Regions from separate parts of the Sus scrofa genome. Here region 1 is linked to region 2. Evidence: chromatin contacts called from public promoter capture Hi-C data. All regions are on one chromosome and are shown on one strand. Each heading gives the region's core, a stretch centred on a gene start, on an enhancer-like site or on the middle of the called end of the contact. The rest is flanking DNA. Distances are from core to core; before and after follow the strand shown.

Evidence for each region. Promoter capture Hi-C pulls out the DNA fragments that hold promoters and counts their contacts.
Region 1: a contact with region 2 is called in a promoter capture Hi-C map of fetal liver, with 2.5 times the contacts expected there. The contact joins the promoter of FAM126A here to the promoter of TOMM7 in region 2. A contact is called at or near these places in 2 of 5 promoter capture datasets (fetal liver and liver), 1 of 47 Hi-C or Micro-C datasets (heart right ventricle) and 1 of 2 datasets of contacts at active chromatin or transcription factors (alveolar macrophages).

The regions. Positions count from the first base shown.
Region 1 is chr9:91,818,867-91,826,153 of Sscrofa11.1, reverse strand. It overlaps FAM126A (hyccin), which reads left to right and starts at 4,525. Exons shown (of 12, transcript XM_005656687.3): 1 at 4,525-4,741.
Region 2 is chr9:91,577,390-91,584,880 of Sscrofa11.1, reverse strand. It overlaps TOMM7 (translocase of outer mitochondrial membrane 7), which reads left to right and starts at 5,890. Exons shown (of 3, transcript NM_001097467.1): 1 at 5,890-6,039. The coding sequence starts at 5,937.

The DNA.
Region 1 (7,287 bases), core at 3,276-5,775, 240 kb before region 2:
ATAGAAACGAGAGCGGACTGAAAACATACTTTTGTGTTTTGGTTTTACTCTGACTAGAGAGGAAAGACAACTTAAATTGCCTTCTATATCATCTTACCACTGCAAAACAGGAAGTGAAGTCAGGCAATAAACTGCTTCCTGTCCTCTTGAGAAGGGAAACAAATGTACAAATATTCGTAGCCTTCAGTCTCTTACCACTCACTCCATCCTTTGTACAGTCTTGGTTTAGCATTAGTAAAATGTTGTGTCATTCCCCTCTTCTTAACCTTGGGTGTATGTTAAAAGCACTAGGAAAGCTTTTAAAATAAACTTTATATCCAGGTCCCACCCCAATTTTCTGATTTATTTGATGTGGGTGTGCTTTGGGCATTTATATATATATATATATATATATATATATATATATATATATTTTTTTTTTTTTTTTTTTTTTTTTTTGTCTTTTTGCTATTTCTTTGGGCTGCTCCCATGGCATATGAAGGTTCCCAGGCTAGGGGTCCAATCGGAGCTGTAGCCATTGGCCTACGCCAGAGCCACAGCAATGCGGGATCCGAACCGCGTCTGCAACCTACACCACAGCTCACGGCAACGCCGGATCGTTAACCCACTGAGCAAGGGCAGGGACCGAACCCGCAACCTCATGGTTCCTAGTCGGATTCGTTAACCAGTGCGCCACGACGGGAACTCCGACATTTATATTTTAGAAGGGCATCCTAAGTAACAGATGTTCTCAGGCATTTTCCTGGTGCTTTGCTGCTAAAATATAAACGGTTATGTGTAACTGTTAATGGCAGACTATCATTGTTGAAAATTATTTTTATATGGACAAGTTGTGATAGAAACAAGAATGGACTAAAAACATACTTTTGTGTTTTGGTTTTACTCTGACTAGAGAGGAAAGACAACTTAAATTGCCTAAGGAACTCTAAGGAACCGACAGCAAACTATTAGGCAAACAGAATCTGAGCATTTGAGTTTGTTTTCATGGCACTCTGCTATCAGTCTCCAACCTAGCTTGCCAGTGTATGGACAGCTTAAACGGCTTTCCATGTCTTCTATACACTCCTTGTACTTCCCCTCTTCTATTTGTTTTCCATGTATTCCAAATTTCCTTCTAATACTTTTTTTTTTCTTTTTAGGGCTGCACCCCCAGTATATAGAGGTTCCCAGACTAGGGGTCAAATTGGAGCTACAACTGCTGGCCTACACCACAGCCAGAGAAACTCGGGAACTGAGCCATGTCTGCAAACTATTCTGCAGCTCACGGCAAGGCCGGATCCTTAACCCACTGAGCAAATGAATGAGGCCAGGGATCAAACCCGTAACCTCATGGTTACTAGTGGGATTCATTTCTGCGGCGCCATGATGGGCACTCCACATTTTTTTTTTAATGATCAAATTCATGCCCATTTTTCAAGACTTGGCTCAGGTTTTGTCTCCCCCATGAAGCCTTCCCTGACCATTCTTGACTGGAGGCCTTGTTCCCTCTTCTGAACTCACACAGCAGTTATTGCCTAGAATCTCACCTGAACAACGAATCCATCATGTACCGCTTCGTGTCATCTTTTCTATTGCTGTGACAAATGACTGTTCTTTGCTTTATGTTTCACCTCTTTGGGAGCTTCTGGTGTTCTTTTGTATCCTTGGCAAATACCTAGCACAGGAAGTCACTAGGTATTTGCCCCTTTCTTCCATCCCCACTTCTGCAGGTGTGGTTTGGCCCTTCCTCTCTGCTGGCGCCTTGCTCTGGTCCTAGTGGGCCTTCCTACCAACAGACACCCTCTGCCTCTTTAAATCGGGTCAACACATCAGTAGCCTACATGGCTAATGGCCAGTAAAACTGATTGTGCCTGTACTCTGCTCACCCTTGCTCTCTCCCTATTTTATGATCCAGCTGATCCTTTGGCTCTATTTCCCTCTCTGACTGCTCACTCTCCTACTCCCCATTCTGTCAGGACCTGATGACAGAATCAGTTCCTCGGGTTTTGACTGCTTGTGTTCTCTAAGATGTTAGAGTACAACATACTCTCTGGATCTTCCTGTCCCTATTCCTTCAGGTAAACACATCTCCTGGCCAGGCTCTTGACCAGCTGACATAAATTATCCTGCCGATCCTCCATGCTGGTCTGATGTGTCAAGATTACTGTCAAAGAGAACAGACACTTTCTACAATGTCTTTAGGATTCTCACCCTTTAAAAGAAACCTGATTGTATTGTCCACATGATTAAAAGCTTCTTTTGGTCTCTCACTGCCTATATAATAAAGAATAAACTTGAGTTGTCCAATATGGGAGTTATTAAAATTCAAATAAAAAATTTAGTGCCTCTGCTATGCCATATTTCAAATGCTGGATAGCTAACATGTGGCTAGTGGTTATCATATTGGACAACATAAATATAGAACATTTTCATTATTGCAGGAAGTTCTGTTGGACAGTGCTCATCTTAATACCTTAGTGTAGTTCATATGGCCTTTTATAATCTCATCTCAACATTTTGCTCTAGCTTAAGTTTTGGCTGCTACTTAGATTTCAGCCCCACCAGCTTTCTCAGTGTTCCCAGTCACTCAGTGCCCTTTCACAACTCCATGCCTTCAAACTTGCTTTTCCTGCATCCTGAAATCCCCTTTGACTTCTCTGGCAAACTCCTATTTTTCCTTTTAAGATCCAACTCAAACATCACATTCCTTGTGAAGTTCCTTGACTTTTTCAAACACAATAATTTCTTCTCCAGTGCTCTCCTGGCTTATTGAACCTACCTCTGTTTCCCTTATCACTATATTTTGTTCTGATTTGCTTATACATCTGTCTATACTCTTCAATGGGGGATCCAGATCGCTCTACAGATCTACCCTAACAATTACCCTGAAACTATTTGCTCCATGCCTTTTTTTTTTCTTTTTTCTTTTTTTGCTATTTCTTGGGCCGCTCCTTCGGCATATGGAGGTTCCCAGGCTAGGGGTCAAATCGGAGCTGTAGCCACTAGCCTACGCCAGAGCCACAGCAACGCGGGATCCGAGCCGCGTCTGCAACCTACACCACAGCTCATGGCAATGCCGGATCGCTAACCCACTGAGCAAGGGCAGGGACCGAACCCGCGACCTCATGGTTCCTAGTCGGATTCGTTAACCACTGCGCCATGAAGGGAACTCCTTTTTTTGGTTTTTAGGGCTACACCTGCTGCATATGGAAGTTCCCTGGTTAGAGGTCGAATCAGAGCTACAGCTGCCAGCCTATGCTATAGCTACAGTAATGAGAGATCTGCACCACATCTGAAACATACACCACAGCTCACAACAATGCCGGATCCTTTAACCCACTGAGTGAGGCCAGGGATCCAACCGACATCCTCATGTATACTAGTCTGGTTCTTTACTGCTGAACCACAGTGGGAACTTCCTCGATGTCCTTTCAATATCGAGTAATTTTTTTGTGTGCTTATTATTTGTGTGCTTGCCATATTTGAAAAGATCCTGGTGTTTTGGGAGCAGTCCTTCCCTTTTATTGTAAAACTAGAATGACTACCCATCTTCCAGGTTGAAGGTTCAGTTTTCTTCTAAGTAATTTTGATTGATCTTGAGAGGGATGTGGTAGGAGGAGTTGACAAGGTCAAAAACAGAGGGACTGTATGTAGGAAATGGTTTAGATGTGCTCAGGTTCTAGTTGTTCCATAAAGTTGTGTATTTTGGAGAAGAGTAGGGAGGGAATATGAGGAAAACAAAAACAGCTCATGGAAAGGATATTGTGGAATTGTGTTTGACTATTTCCAGGCTAAGGACAAAAGCAATGATGAGAAGAAGTTTTTTGTGTGTGTCTTTTTAGGGCCACAGGGGCAGCATATGGAGGTTCCCAAGCTAGAGGTTGAATTGGAGCTGTAGCTGCCCGCCTACCGCCACAGCACCTCAGGATCCCAGCAGCCTTTTCGACCTATACCACAGCTTACGGCAACGCCAGATCCTTAACCCACTGAGCAAGACCAGGGATCGAACCCACGTCTTTATTGGTACTAGTCAGGTTCGTTAACCACTGAGCCACGATGGGAAACTCTGAGAAGAGTTTTTAATTACCGTTTTGCAAAAATGTACATTTTTTTTCCTCCTGGGATTTGATGAGATTTTTTTAGAAATTCTGGTGACTTGAATTAAATACTCCTGACCAAGAAATTAAAATATCATTTAGTTTCCCCTCTGTATAACCACATAACATCTCTCCAAAAGGATTACTCTTTTCTGCGAGGGCCGTAAATCACAATGGCAGAGTCCAAGAGACCTTCTCAGATCACTATCGCTTGGTTGCAGCCCCAATCTTACAGTCAATCATCGCTCCTTGGGCGCCCCGACCACGCCTATTGCTTAGACCACGCCCACCAACTATCTCTCCCTCCCACCTCATGGCTCCGCCCCAGGCCTAGCAAAGAAATATTTTCATTGGTGGAGAAGTTGTTCTGGTCCCGCCCCAGGGAACGGCGATAGGCCGAGCCGACGTGGGGCGGTCGTGGTTGGCTGCCTAGGGACGGGTTCCTCTTCGTGCCTGTCAGAGTAGCTGGCGGCAGTGGCGGCTCTCGGGGCTGGGTTGTCAGTCAGTGAGCGGAGGGGGAAGATGGCTCGCTGGGACCCATTCTGCTAGGAGGAAGGGGGGAAGGTGGTGCTGCTTACCCGGGAGAAAGCGGAGCAGCCTTCGTCGCTGTCGCTGCGAGCCAGACAAGTCGAGGTTCTGGAGGTGGAGCTTGAGGAGCCGCTCTGGTGAGTCCAGCCGAGCGAACCACGCCGGGCCCTCGGGGCGGCCGGAGACCGATAACTTTTTTTTGTCAGGGAGGAGCCGGGACGAGGCGGCCGCGGGGAGGGGACCGGGACTTTGTTCCCGGGGCGGCGGCTTCGTTGGGGGTAACGGCTCCAGCGCGAGGCGCCGAGGGTGAGCTCGAGAGCGTCAGGGGAGTCCAGGGGTCGGGGGGGGGCGGGACCGGGTGGTGGGCTGCGGCCGGCGGCTGCTGGCCCTGAAGTTGGGCGCAGTCAGCCTGCTGCCTGGGCGGCGGCAGCTTTGTGCGCGCGGACTCGGGTCTTTCTCTTTCTCCGGAGAGGAGCCGTCCAATCTCCGGGCGTGACCTGGGCGCCACCTCGTCGGCTCTACCGGCCGCCCCTCGGCTGCGTCGGCCTGGGGTGGGACCCCCTCACCTTTACCCATCTGAGGCTGATGCTCCGGGCTGACCTTTCCCACCTCTCCCACCCCTTCTTGCACCTCTGTCCCACTCTAGCGAGGCTGCCGCTATCCGACCAGTCTAATAGCCAAATGGTCACTGTCACCCCCCCTCGTCTTTGAGAGCAGCGTTCGCCTCGGCTCCCCCCCCCCCCGCCCCGCCCCGACAGAGAGATTTAGAAAGCAGCCAAGATTCCTTCCTTGGTTATTGACCCAGGAGATCTCTTATTCAGCCCTTGCCCTCTTCTTACTAGGAGTTAGTTCTCTCCCGAGGCTGATTCTAACCTACTCGAGAATCGGGGTTTTGTCCGAAAATTGCTGCGTTGAAAGACTCAAAGTTTTCATGCTCTGGCAAAACTAGGTTTCCGCCTTTCGATGTGCACATGTGTGCCGTGTACCCTCAAAGTTGAGACGTTCATGAAAATTAAAAATTATGCCAGTAGTGGTTTCGTACTGCACAGAATCGGTTCTCTGATAAATAAACGATCACACACCCGGCAGCCGCTCGGCTCTTCAGGTAGGGGGAGTTTGTTCCGCTGGCAGCTACTACTTATCTCAGAGACCGTACTACCGGCTGTAGAGCCAAGCTGTTCTTTGGCAAATTATTTGTCCTTTGGGTCACACAATAGTTTTTGGAGCAGGTATGCCACCTCTTTGGTTCTTGTAACAGTTTACGGTTTGAAATTTTCAGCTTTTAAAGCCTTATCTGCGTAAATATTTGTGTAACCTTGAGTCAGTGCGATAGTCCCGGGAGGCTTGTTTTCCATAAGAACATTCTCCTAAGATCACCCCCACCCCCAACTCCTCCCTCGGCCCCCAGTTTCTAAGCATTTTTTCTTTAGGCTAATACATTTTAAGGTTCATATGATGAATAATAGTTCAAAGCACCATATTTTTGAAGTGCAGGCAAGAAAGAAAAGAAATTTTTTAGGATCTGCTTGGTTGGCCAATAGTGCTTCATAGTTATTCTAGTAATTCATTTCGACAGAGTGGCAAGGAAGAAAACTATCACCTGTTTTAGAAAATAAATTCTGGATTTGGCTTATTTACTATAGTTATTACCATAGAGGGATTATAAACTCTCTTAGTTATCAGCATTAACAGTATCTGGATATCGACATCCAGATGAGGCACTTGCTAGGTCAGTGTGTTATCCCTGCTGTGCTTCCCTTTTCTGTTGTATTCCTATTTTATGAAATCTGCTCTTGGTTGCATTTTTAGAGCAGTGTTGTTTTGACAGTTGGAGTTTAAATATATCGTGTAGTCAACTGTTTTATTCAGGATCCTGTTGACTGATATTTATTTTATAATGAGTATTAAGAAATCTTTTTAAAATGTTAGTATCAGGACCATTTTGTGGACATCGAATTTACATTTTGTAAGTAATTGAAATTATGTCAAATTTGCGCTATGCCAGGCTGAATAGGTACTAGGGATATAGAAATAATGTTATAGCTCTTGTCATAAGGAATTTACTGTGTAATGTGTAAGACAGATAAGTAACAATTATAAGACCTGTGATAAGTGTGAATAGAGATATGTCTAGTGTAGTAAGGGAGCAGAGTAGGAGATGACTAACCCAGCTTGCATGTATTTAAAGTCAGGAGCACAGGAATTCCTGTCATGGCTCAGCAGTTAACGAACCTGACTAGCATCCATGAGGACGCAGGTTCGATCCCTGGCCTTACTCGGTGGGTTAAGGATTCGGTATTGCCATGAGCTGTGGTGTAGGTTGGAGATTCGGCTTGGATCCTATGTTGCTGTGGCTGTGGTGTAGGCCAGCAGCTTGTAGCTCCAATTCCACCCCTAGCCTGGGAACTTCCATATGCCATGAGTGTGGCCCTAAAAGCCAAAAAAAATAAAAAAATGAAAATAAAAATAAAGTCAGGAGTACATAGTAGAGCTTTAAAAGTGTAAGAAAAGGGGTGTATATACATGTATGCCAAGTCATTTTGCTGTATAGGAGAAGATGGCACAATACTGTAAATCAACCATACTTTAATAAAGTATAAACATGAAAAACACACACAATAAAGTATGGTATAATTTTGCCAAGTACAGGAGGTAAGTGAATAACTTCCTAAGAGTAGAATGT
Region 2 (7,491 bases), core at 4,641-7,140:
CTGTACATTTTCAATGCAGACTATGAATTTATTTCCTTTTCAACCAAATTAAGAAAAGTGAAAAAAAATTAGCCCCCAAATAAATTGCCCTCACCTTGTAATTTTTTTTCTTTAAAATATTCAGTAGCTTTCCAGATACTCTCTGGCTAAAATCCAAATTTCTTAACTTGACATTTGGATTCTTTTTATAACTTGGTCTCATTATTTCCTGCTTGGAGCTTTCTGTTCTACTGAAAGCATTTTTCACTCTCGCTTCATAATTGCGTACTTTCTGGCATTTCTTTATTCTTTGCTCCCTCTTCCCCAGCCATTAGACAGCAGCTCAGGCTCACTGCTATGATGTTTTCCTGGAACCATCCAGCCCTCAGAGGTTTCTCTCTCCTCCACTTCCCTATAACAATTTACTGTCTGCCCTACACATTTGGCCCTTATCCAAAACCCTCTTGCTTTTCAAAGGTATGTGCACTCTGTCCCCAAATAAGATTCCCAAATCCTTGTGGGCAGTAGCTGAGGAGGAGAGTTTTCTGAAACTCCCTTCTTCTGGCAGAACTTTATGCTTGGTTCCAGTGATGTTTTTTAACTAATCTCTTCTTTGTAGAAATTGTACTCCACTCATAGGCTTGCCTGACATACTTAAGAATTTCAAGCCATATCGTGGCAATTAAAAATTATCTATCCACCCAAAAACATGGTAGCAGAAAAAGAGAGGACAGAGTAAGAGTTTAAACTCATGAAAGCACATGGTGATTGAATATTGGTATATTTTTAAGTATACCATTTCTGGAAAACAAGATGCATGACAAAATTGTTTCCTCTTTTTCATTTTGGTGTGCATATTTGGCTGCATTTTTAAAAATAGGCCCTATTTTCCTTAAGACCATGGTGAATTAATTAGTTTTTCTGATCTATCATCAACTAGTTCTTGAGGTCTTTGTTTTGGATAAATGGCAGAATTGGATTTAAACCTTGGCAATTCAGGAAAAAATAAATAAATAAAATAATAAGACATGGAAACAACCTAAATGTTAACCAGCAGATGAATGGATTAAGAAGATGTGGTACATGTATACAATGGAGTATTATTTAGCCATAAAAAGAACCAAATAGGAGTTTGTGTCGTGGTGCAGTGGTTAGCGAAGCTGACTAGGAACCATGAGGTTGCAGGTTCAATCCCTGGCCTTGCTCAGTGGGATAAGGATCTGGTGTTGCCGTGAGCTGTGGTGTAGGTCGAAGACGTGGCTCAGATCCTGTGTTGCTGTGGCTCTGGCGTAGGCCCGCAGCTACAGCTCTGATTAGACCCCTAGCCTGGGAACCTCCATATGCCTTGGGAGTGGCCCTAGAAAAGGCAAAAAGACAAAAAAAAAAAAAAAAAGAACCAAATACTGCCATTTGAAGCAACCTGGATGCATCTAAAGGTTATCATATTACATGAAGTAAAGTCAGAAAGAGAAAGACAAATATCATATATCCATATACTTATATGTGGAATCTAAAATATGGCATAGGAGTTCCTGTTGTGGCTCAGTGATGTTGTCTCTGTGAGAATGTGGGTTTGATCCTTGGCCTCACTCAGTGGGTTAAGGATCCACTGTGTCTGTGGCATTGGCCGGCAGCTGCAGCTTCAGTTCTACCCTTGGACCAGGAACTTCCATATGCCGCAGGTGTGGCCATAAAAAGAAAAAAAAAATATGGCACAAATGAACCTATTTACAAAACAGAAACAGACTTGCAGATGTAGAGAATAGATTTGTGATTGCCAAGGGGGAGGGAGACGGACTGGTAGTTTGGGGTTAGTAGATGCAAACTATTACATTTAGAATAGATAAGAATAGACAATAACTTCCCACTGTACAACACAGGGAACTATATCCAGTCTCCTGAGATAGACCATGATGGAGAAGAATTTTTTTTTGTCTTTTTGCCTTTTCTAGGGCCGCTCCCAAGGCATATGGAGGGTCCCAGGCTAAGGGTCTAATCAGAGCTGCTGCCCACGGCTTAGGCCAGAGCCACAGCAACACGAGATCCGAGCCGCACCTGAGACCTACACCACAGCTCACAGCAATGCCGGATCCTTAACCCACTGAGCGGAGCCAGGAATCAAACCTGCAACCTCATGGTTCCTAGTTGGATTCATTTCCACTGCGCCACGACGGGAACTCCCTGGAGAAGAATATTTCAAAAAAGAATGTATAAGAAGAAAAAAGAATGTGTATATATGTATAATCGAGCCACTTGCTGTAAGCAGAAATTGGCACATTGTAAATTATATTTTAATAAAACTAAAAAACATAAAAATACAATAAACCTTGGCAAGTTGACTTTCAGATCCATGTGCCTTTTAAGCCTGTGTTCTTTTATTTATAGCAGTGGATATATGTTAGGTTCCCTCCATGGTGCAACACTGTATTCAGGTTTAATGGACACAGAATGTAAACTATACTCCTTGAGGAGCTTACACTTTATTGCATGTTGCATCAGTCTGTCCCTTGTTCACTCTGCGGCCGTGTATGTGGTAGATGCAGACAATTCTTAGAAAGCTGTTGATATGCAGCCTTGGAACTAAAGAAGAGATTCTGAGAAAGGTAGATCTTTAAAACAAACCAGTAAGAACAAAGGTGCAAGCAACAAACAATAATAGAAATATCTTACCTTTGCTTAAGTCTTTTAATTAAATTCCGTATTTCATGCATATCATCTCTTCATCTTTATAATAACTGACTGAGGTGCATATTATTACTATTTTTATTATTATTAATCTTTTTAGGGCTGCACCCTTGGCATATGGAAGTTCCCAGGCTAAGGGTTGAATTGGAGCTGTAGCTGCCAGCCTACACCATAGCCACAGCAACGCAGGATCTGAGCCATATCTTTGACCTACACCAGAGCTCATGGCAATGCCAGATCCTTCACCCACTGAGAGAGGCCAGGGATTGAACGCACGTGACTCAGGGATACTAGTTGGGTTCGTTACTGCTGAGCCACATGGGAACTCCAAGGTGCAGGTTTTTGTTATCTTCTTGTGTGGATGAGAAAAAGGAATCCGAGAGGTTAAACAACTTGGCCATGATCACACAGTTAACTGACAGAGCCAGGATTCAAATGCAGAGGTTCTGCCCCTTTAGTCCTTGTGTTTAATCTTGATGTGATGTTATTATTTTTCCAAAGATTAGTCACATGGACAAGTAACTTGTCTTACTCTAATTAGATCACAGAACCTTTAAGTGGAAGACTGCATCTCATTTTCTTAAGGGTCTCCTCCACACATAATTGTCCAGAATACGAGGAACTCAATATTCCAGAACGAATGAATGCATGAAAACAATTATGGTTTATAAATGCGGTATTAATAAGACTATCATGTTCAGATTTAAAATTCAACCAACCGGAGTTCCCGTCGTGGCGCAGTGGTTAACGAATCCAACTAGGAACCATGAGGTTGCGGGTTCGGTCCCTGCCCTTGCTCAGTGGGTTAACGATCCGGCGTTGCCGTGAGCTGTGGTGTAGGTTGCAGACGCGGCTCGGATCCCGCGTTGCTGTGGCTCTGGCGTAGGCCGGTGGCTACAGCTCCGATTGGACCCCTAGCCTGGGAACCTCCATATGCCGCGGGAGCGGCCCAAGAAATAGCAACAACAAAAGACAAAAGACAAAAAAAAAAAAAAAAAAAAAAATTCAACCAACCAAATACATACCAGCCAGTGTCATGGGTGCAAAAAATATGAAGTTTTGGTGGATTGGAGATAATGTCCATTGCAGGCTTGGCATAGGGAGCTGTCCAATACATGATACTTTCGTAAATACACTCACGTGTTCTGATATAATTTTTGTCACACACAACTCTGTTATGGTAGTGTATTAGTCTGCTCATGCCACCATGACAGAACACCACAGACCAGGTGGCTTCAACAAGAGGCTTGTTTTCTCACAGTTCTAGGGGCTCAAAGTCCTAGATTGAGGTGCAGACTTGCTGGCTTGCAGGCAGCCCCTTTCTCATTGTATTTTCACATGGCCTTTCTTCTGTGTGCATGCGGACAGAGAACTCTAGCGTCTCTTTCTCTTACAAGGAGTGGCCCTGTCAGATCAGGCTCCCACTCTTAAGCCCTCCTTTAATCTTAATTACCTTTTTAAAGGCCCTTTCTCCAAACCCCTCCACAGGGGGTTGAGGCATCAACAGCTGAGTTTGAGAACATAATGATTTCTTTTCTTCCAGTCCATTGTTTACTTCTCTCCTATAAGGCAGTGGTTAACATTCAAATTCTGGAACAAGAGGTTTGGGTTTAGACCCTACTTTTACCACTGACCAGCTCTATGAAATTGGGCAAATTTACTTCACTTCCCCATGCCTCAGTTTCTTCATCTATAAAATGAGGTTTTTAGTACAGATCTCATCTCACAGAGTGGCAAGGATTCAACCAAGGAATGTGAGCAAGCACAGTACATATATACACTAAGTGCCCAGTAAATATTAGTTAATATTTTACTTGGTTTTCTGAGTGTAGTTGCCCACCAGGAAAAAGAATGTCAATTCTTTTGCAAAGTATTTGAGATACCTGTTCTAGGTTAAGTAGCATAATTAAGCAAGGCTGTTAGTTCCTGATACAATTCATTGGAGTTCCCGTCGTGGCTCAGTGGTTAATGAATCTGACTAGGAACCATGAAGTTGCAGGCTTGATCCCTGGCCTTGCTCAGTGGGTTAAGGATCTGGCGTTGCCGTGAGCTGTGGTGTAGGTCGCAGACGAGGCTCGGATCCTGCATTGCTGTGGCTATAGCGTAGGCCAGTGGCTCCAGCTCCGATTAGACCCCTAGCCTGGGAACCTCCATATGCCGGGGGAAGCGGCCCTAGAAAAGGCAAAAAGGCCAAAAAAAAAAAAGAAAGAAATTAAAAAGTCCTAGACCTGGGGTCAAAAGCTCAAATATCCACAGCGGTCAGGCAGTTACTTAATCATAAGCGGAGAACTTCACAGATAAACCAAAGGCTAGGCTCCACCACAGACTTAACGGAATTCCTAGGATTTGGTCCCAGGCAGCAGTAGGACCCCAGCAGAAACATGCCTTTAAATCTCATTTTATTCTATTGTGCAGCCAGGAGTGGGAGCCACTGCAATCCTAAACCACTAAGGGCAGGATGGATGTTGATTGTTGCCATGGGGTTGGCCAACTTTTCTGAAAAAGTCCAGATTTTCATGTGAAGTTTCCTAAACTTTAAAATGTTGGCAAGTAATTTAAAACGTTAAATAAGCAAAACAAATACTCTAGAAGTGAAATAAAACATAAATAGGGGCCTTTCTGGGCGCCAGTTTCTTTGCAGTTAAACATTCAGTTTGAAGAAACAAAATGATAGGGACGGAAGTTAACTTGTCCAAGATTACCCGGCAAGTCAGAGTAAGAGTCTGGACTAAAACTCAGTCCTCTTTAATTTCCTTAGTGTCCCTTCTATGTTCGGTAAAGAACACTTCAAGATACACTTTAAAAGAATGGGTTAAGGACTTCCCCTTGTGGCTCACAACATAACTACTCAGCATTGTCTCCATAACGACTCTGCTTCGATCCCTAGCCCGGGAAACCCGCTTTGCTGCGGCAGGGGGCACATTTAAAAAAAAAAATGGGTAAAACTGTAGTTAAGAGACAGGGCGTTCAGGCCTGAAGGAATCCCAAGAGCAGTTGCCCCAAGAATGCGGCAATCAGGGAAACCATGCAAAAAACCGAAGAAAGAAAATTTAAAGCCTCCATCCGAGGAAAACCAACCACAGCATGCGCTCCCTACTGGCGAGGCCGCGGAGGGGCGAGGCAGGTCAAGAACGCAGAATTACGACCGCCGCTGGTGACGCTCACGACTCTGCCGTAAAGGCGTGTGTAGCGCATGCGCACCTCTTTTCTTTCTCGGATTCCCAGTGGGGTTGCGGCTGTGGTGTCTTGAGCGTGTCGCCCCGGTCGTCGCCATGGTGAAACTGAGCAAAGAGGCCAAGCAGAGGCTGCAGCAGCTTTTCAAGGGGGGCCAGTTTGCTATCCGCTGGGGCTTCATTCCTCTCGTCATTTACTTGGGTCAGTGGGAGAAGGACCTGGGAGGAGACAGGAAAGAGGGTGGAGAGGCTGAGACTCCATATTCGGCTTGGCGCGGGAGAGAGAAACGCGACCGTGCCGCGCACGTCCTTTGAGGCTGTCGGGTTAAGTGGGGTTGGCTTAATCTGAGTTCAAGTTCCTGTTCTTTCCTTCACTGTTTTTATGGTCTTTAGTAAATTACGTAATCTTTTCGTTTTGTTTGTACATCTGTGAAATAGAGGTGACTTGCTTCTCAGGATTATTGGGAGAGTTAGGACGACCTGATATATGTGAAAGCGACTAATTCGTTCTTTGGTGCTAGGTGATTTTTCAGGCATTTGTCCTCACCTCTCCAGGTGGGCCTGAGGCTCTTAGACCTCATGGATGGCCACTGCCTTGAGGCATGAAGTGACAGTTGCTGGCTGCCTCCGCCTTCTCATCTGTAGTAAAGGGTTTACATGTGAAAAAATAGAAGTTTAGGAAAGTTTGTTCCGTGCTCAAGGCCATGCAGCTATGAACTCAAACAGTGGGCATCGTGGTCCATACTCTTAACCACTGTGTTGTATTGCAAGGCTTTGTAAGTGCTCAGTGTATTTTTAACCTTAATTGCGCTATTCAGGCAGATAATGGAAATGAAAGCATTTCAGCTCTGTCAGTTTAAGCGTAAGTTTGACGTTTTCAAAGGTTCAGATTCGCATTTCAGAGTTCTCTGATTTTATTTTATTTTATTTATTTTATTTTATTTTATTTTATTTTATTTTATTTTATTTTATTTTATTTTATTTTATTTTATTTTATTTGTGTTTTGTCTTTTAGGGCCACACCCGCGGCGTATGGAGGTTCCCAGACTAGGGGTCTAATCAGAGCTGTTGCTGCTGGCCTCTGACGGAGCCACAGCAATGCCAGATCCGAGCTGTGGCTGCGACCTACGCCACAGCTTATGGCAATGCCGGATCCTTAACGCACTGACCGAAGCCAGGGATGGAACCTGCAACCTCATGGTTCCTAGTCTGATTCGTTTCTGGCTTCTCCACGACGGGAACGCCCCTGATGTTATTTATTTTTTTTTTGGCCTTTTTTTTTTTTTTTTTTTAATGGCTGCAAATGTGGCATGTGGAAGTTCCCAGGCTAGGGGTCTAATTGGAGCTACAGCTGCTGGCCTACACTACAGCTACAGCAACACAAGATCCAAGCCGCGTCTGCGACCTACACCACATCTCATGGCAACGCCGCATCCCCGACCCACTGAGTGAGGCCAGGGATCTAAATAGTATCCTCATGGATAGTAGTCAGATTTGTTTCCACTGTGCCATAAAGAGAACTCCCACTAGTCAGATTCTTAACCTGTTGAGCCGCAACAGAAACTCCTGAATGCATTTTTTTTTTTTTAAGAGCATTTACTTTCCCAGATTTTAGTGACTTTGTATATGTATCAAAGATTAGAGCAAGTAATTA